Regions from separate parts of the Sus scrofa genome. Here region 1 is linked to region 2. The links are chromatin contacts, called in public Hi-C maps. All regions are on one chromosome and are shown on one strand. The core of a region is the stretch at or near the end of the contact, and the rest is flanking DNA. Distances in the headings are between cores, read along the strand shown. Region 1 holds the start of FAM133B (protein FAM133B). Region 2 holds the start of AKAP9 (A-kinase anchoring protein 9).

Region 1 (2,747 bases), core at 217-2,716, 610 kb before region 2:
ATTATTTTCTTTTTTCTTTTTCTTTTTTTTTTTTTGTCTTTTTGTTATTTCTTTGGGCCGCTCCCTCAGCATATGGAGATTCCCAGGCTAGGGGTCTAATGAGAGCCGTAGCCACCAGCCTACACCAGAGCCACAGCAATACGGGATCCAAGCCGCGTCTGCAACCTACACCACAGCTCACGGCAACGCCGGATCGTTAACCCACTGAGCAAGGGCAGGGACCGAACCCGCAACCTCATGGTTCCTAGTCGGATTCGTTAACCACTGCGCCACGACGGGAACTCCTGGATCAATTATTTTCTGATGACATTGTGCTGAGATAGGCCCAGCTTTATCCAGCTCCATTAATAATAAATATAATGACAATTTCTCTGGAGCCCAGAACATCTCCCTTGAAGTTTTAGTATTGTGCTGACATTATTATGACGTGTCATGCAGTAAAATTGGCCCTGAGTGCATCTATCTCCCTTACCAGTTTATAAACAGGCCCTTTGAAGGTAGGACTTATGTCTTAATCAGCTTTGTGTCTTGCGCTACATCCAGCTTCCAGTCACTGTTAATGAATTACCAAGTAAAAGTTCAAAAATTAGTGTGAGGAGTTCCCCTCCTGGCTCAGCAGAAAGGAATCTGACTGGTATCCATGAGAAAGCAGGTTCCATCCCTGGCCTCGCTCAGGTGGGTTAGGGTTCCAGCATTGCCATGAGCTGTCTGGTGCAGGTTGCAGACACCGCTTGGATCTGGGGTGTTGCTTTGGCATAGGCCTGGGGCTACAGCTCCAATTCAATCCCTAGCCTGGGAACCTCCATATGCCGCAGGTGCGGTGCTAAAAAGGAAAAAAAAGAAAAATGTGTGAAATGAATGCATGAATGATGGATAAATGGAAGTGAATTTAAATTTTTTTTTTTTTTTTTTTTTTTTTTTTTTAGTTTAGGGCTGCGCCTGCAGCATATGGAAGTTCCCAGGCTAGGGGTCGAATGGGAGCTGCAGCTGCTGGCCTACACCACAGCCACAGCAACCCTGGATCCTTAACCCACTGTGGGAGGCCAGGGATTGAACCCACGTCCTCATGGATACTAGCGGGGTTTGCTACCGCTGAGCCACTACGAGAACACCTAAAAGGCAATTTCTTTAGCAATGTGTACGACAGCACTGTCTTCTGGCCCACAACCTGATGGGCTCTGTGAGGGGTCCTGGTCCTCATTTTATCCCCAATATATGCACTATGCTAAGCACATAATAAGCGTTGGAGTAATTATTATATCCCCTCGAATGAGGATTTAAATGCACCAGGAATAGAAGAAGGCAAAGCAATCTAAGGCCAAATGGAAGTGAGCTGCCTTGGCGAGGCTGCTGTACCGGGTGAATGGTACAGAACAGGAATCCCCAGAAAACCCCTGGGAACCGCGGGTAAGCGGGGGCGCCCGTCTCTCCTCCGCGGCGGTAGGTGGCGCTGTGGCCAGACGCGGCCCCCAGGTCCTCGCGGTGCCGCTCTCCGGACCGGGTGGGGAGTTGGCGGAGGGACCTGCGTCCGGCCCGCTTCGGCATCCTTTCTGGCCTGCTGTCTCTCCTTGGCTGCCTGTGCGCTCGGTTCGGCACCATGGGAAAGCGGGACAATCGGGTGGTGAGTACTCTGTTGGGGAAACAATGAGGCGACACAGGGCCCGGCGGCAGAAGCACGGGACCCCTCGCTCTTCCCAACTGGGCCTGAGAGCGGCGGCGCTCGGACCTCGGGCGGGGAGACCCAGCTCCCTCCACCCGCACCGGCCCGAGACGCGCGTGCGCCGCGCACGCAGTTGGCGCCTTTGGGCCCCCTGTGCCCTTTCCTTTTCTTTCTTGTCTCTTTTTACTCTACGCCCCGTTTGCCCGGCCGCATCTTCTGGCAGTGCTCTCCAGCATCCTTCCTTCCCGGACTCGGGTCAGCAGTGCCCAGTTTCTAGAGCCGCGAGGGTACCCTGTTCCTTCCTATAAATGAGTCCAAAGTCGGAGGCCCTTGGAGACACCAGAACTTGCTCCCTTGGCCTCCACCGGGATCGCTCACCCTATCTCCGCGCCATTCTCGTGTGCATCCAGGTGGGATGGAGGCGCAGAGGTCTTAGACTTGGCCCCTACGCGGGGGCGGTGCGGGAACCTGCACCGAGCCCAGTTCGAGCGGCAGGCAGGCTCCCGTTGGAGAACCAGGATCGAAACGTTTGGCTTCGTGCCCCAGCGCCCTGCTAGGCCCTGTGTGGGAATGAATGGCATGACTCTGGAATCAGGCACAGACTGGTATGTCAGGTTTAGTCCCTCGTGAGTTGGGTGACCTAGGATAAAGTTGCTTTTCTTCTCTGAGTCTTAGTTTCTTCATATTAAGAGGGGATCATTGCTGTTCATAATTTTGCAGAATAGTGGAGACTGCAAAAGGCAAGGTGGCCAGGAAAGTGCTTGGCGTGAAAGTTCTTAGTGTAGCAAATGAGATAAAAGATACACAGAAATAACTGATGGCAGAAGTAAGAAATCCTATCTGATGGAGATTCGAAGTTCAGAGGGCGTTTTGTCAGGCGCAGGTAGGAGAAAGGGATTCTAGATGATAGACTACTTGGTTTGGAATGTCCAGGTTATGAATCAGATTGGATGGGCTGTAAACATAAGAGATTAGCAGTAAGCTTAGGTTGCAGCCCTATACTTCTTAGGCTTGGCTGTGATAGAGTTTTAAACCACTGAGCAGCAAGACCAGATTGGAAGCCCACCTGTGACCTGCGTCGCAGCTT
Region 2 (2,700 bases), core at 108-2,607:
TATTTGGCAGGAGGGAAAGGTGAAGAAGAGAGAAGAAACAGTTAACTACATTATAATTTAATCGTGGTCCAAAAATGACTGCTAACAATCATCTCTAATAAAACAGACTATAATCTATAAACAGTAATTTCATTACAGGGAGGAAGGGGGCCTTAGAGTGGCCAAAAAAAAAAAAAAATACTCAAACATGTAATTTTTAAAAGAAATATCCTATTTAGGTTATATTTTGTCTTGCCAAATTTTTTGTGAAGCCAAGTGAATAATACCTGTGTATGATTTTGCGTTGTTTGCTTTACAGGTTTTTTTTCATACACATACATAAAACAGGGACTCAACAAGATTATATAGAGAGAGGTAAAATTCAATTTAAAGCGGGAATTCTATAGGTGTTGCTTAGAATATGGAACCCTTCGTCCCCTGAAGTTCCATTCACAGACTGCATTACTATTCCACACAATACAAAGCGCATGCCATGACAAAGACCTCCAAACACAAACATACAAAGCCAGGCTCCTAAAAACGCCCCTAAAGCGAAGTTCACAGCTGGCACTTGTGGCACACTCTTGCCACTGCTGAGGCAGCTGTCACAGGCCAATCACACACCCAAGAGTGCCAGCGTGCCACCTAAGAAAGCCTAGCTAATGATGAGCGTACAAATCCCTTACCGAATAAAGAAAAGCCCCAAATCCCCACCCTGAAGAGCACAATGCCTCCACTACCCAGAAAAGTCCCTAAGTAAAAAAAAAAAAAAAAAAAAAAAAAAGTGAAAGGATGGAAATTTATAAGCAATAAATACCAGATTAGAGCAATACGGTAAAAGAGGGATTTTATTTGGGCGTTCAAATGAGAAAGGAGCCACACCACCCAATCCTCACGGAAATATCCGCTAGGTAGTATAGCACTAAGCTTTTTCAATTGGAAAAGGGAGAGAAGAGGGCGAGGGGAAATGCGGACCCTGCAGCACCTCCCTCCCTGGCAGCGCACCGGTGCTGCAATATCTCCACTTCCCAGGCCCCCTCCGAACCCTTCCCAGCCACCGCCTCCCAGCGCAGGCCGGGCGGCCTCCGGTTCTCTTACCCTCGCTTTGCCGGCCTCCAGCTTCTTCTGCCTCTCTTCGTCCTCCATAGCTTCTGCGGGGAAGGCTGGGGGAAGACACGCAAGGGGTCAAGAGTAGAAAGGAAAGGTCGGTTCAGACGGAGGTGGGACCGCAAGCTCCACAGCCCCGCTCGCGGGGCCGGGCCGGCGCTCCTCCCCGCCCGGAGTGGAACCAGTCTCCTCGCTCACTGGCTGACAGTACTCGGCCGCACGAGCAGCGTCGTCACCGCCGCAGCCGCCATCTTCGTCTCCACGTAAACACACGGCGGGACGGGCGGGAGGGCGGGGGGCACGTCAAGCCGCGCAGCCGCCTCAAGCCTCGCGGCGCCGGGCAGGTGCTCCCGCGGCCCCGCCCCGTCCCGCGCGCCCCGCCCCCGCCGGCCCAGTGCTCAGCAGCCAGGGCGACCCCCGCCCGGCCTCCGATCCTCGCACCCACACCCGAAAAACTAGCTAGGAGAGCACCCTCGCCAAGGGCCGAACGCCACTCTCCAGGTGGCGGAGAGGGTTGGGAGAGAGGGAGTGTGCCAGGGGACCCAGTCGGACCCCCACCACTGTCCAAGGACTCAGTGGTCGTTTTTAAAGCCTTGAGATTTTGCAAATTTCTAAAGAAAAAATAAAACCCAAGTGCCTGATGGCGAAATTGGTGAAGGCTGAAAAGTCCCAAAGGAAAAGACGGGGGTAAGGGTGGATCGGGAAGAGGATCCACCGGACACTTTTTCAACCTAGATTGACTCCTCCACCCGAAGGACGGGGAAGGCAGCTAGCAGCTCTTATTGCGGAGGGCTGCAAAGACGGCTAGTAGCTCTTATTGCTTGCTTCCTTAGCGGAAAGTCCCTCTCCGATCTCGGGTTCATCCTTAAAGGCCCACCTCACACGCCGCCTGGAATAGCTTTTCTGATCTCTTTGTTCCCTCCACCGCAACCGGGAGTATCCAGCCTCATCTTAATCCCCTCCCACTCCTCCTTGGAGCTTGCCCTTAGTTATGGTGTCCTGAAATGAGCCTAGGCTTTGGAACCTAGGTTGAGGACAAAGCCAGGATAAACTTTCTAGCTTAGATGATCTTGAACCAAGTTACCTATCTTCCTTGAGCTTACCTGGAAGTTTTGGAAGGGTTGTTAATATATATGAGTTAACATGTGTTATATTAAAAAATCCTTAATGTCAGTTTCCTCTCTCCTTGTATTCCTGTATGCATACTGCGTGATATTTTAAAACCTTGCGCCCTTCTTAATTCACCTCATATACCTGACTTCTTAAGGGCAAAGACTATCTTGCTAATTTTGGCATTGCTAAAATGACTAGCGTAATGCTTTGCACCCAATGAACACTTGTTGGATTGAATTGAGCCACTTTAATAAATTGAGCATGACTCTCTTTCCTGTATTTTCATCTGTTCCCTCAATACTTTTTCCTTCTCATCATCTTACCCTCAAATCCATTCCTGGGGTGAACTACACTTTTTAATTTCTCAGGTTGATCATGTTTCTCCTTTGTTTTGGATTAGGCTGGACTGAAAAACTAGCAGGTATGAATTAAAATAAGCGGAGTTCAATCATAGAAGTGGTGTTAAGTGAAAACTAAGGTTTAAAAAAGAAAAGGAAAAAA

What was found. A called contact is a pair of places that touch in the nucleus more often than the background predicts.
Region 1: a Hi-C map of liver shows a contact between it and region 2, with 7 times the contacts expected there. The contact joins the promoter of FAM133B here to the promoter of AKAP9 in region 2. A contact is called at or near these places in 1 of 5 promoter capture datasets (fetal liver), 1 of 47 Hi-C or Micro-C datasets (liver) and 1 of 2 datasets of contacts at active chromatin or transcription factors (skeletal muscle).

Annotation. Positions count from the first base shown.
Region 1 is chr9:72,502,541-72,505,287 of Sscrofa11.1, reverse strand. It overlaps FAM133B (protein FAM133B), which reads left to right and starts at 1,466. Exons shown (of 11, transcript XM_005667601.3): 1 at 1,466-1,621. The coding sequence starts at 1,598.
Region 2 is chr9:71,894,292-71,896,991 of Sscrofa11.1, reverse strand. It overlaps AKAP9 (A-kinase anchoring protein 9), which reads right to left and starts at 1,357. Exons shown (of 50, transcript NM_001253824.1): 1 at 1,078-1,357. The coding sequence starts at 1,125.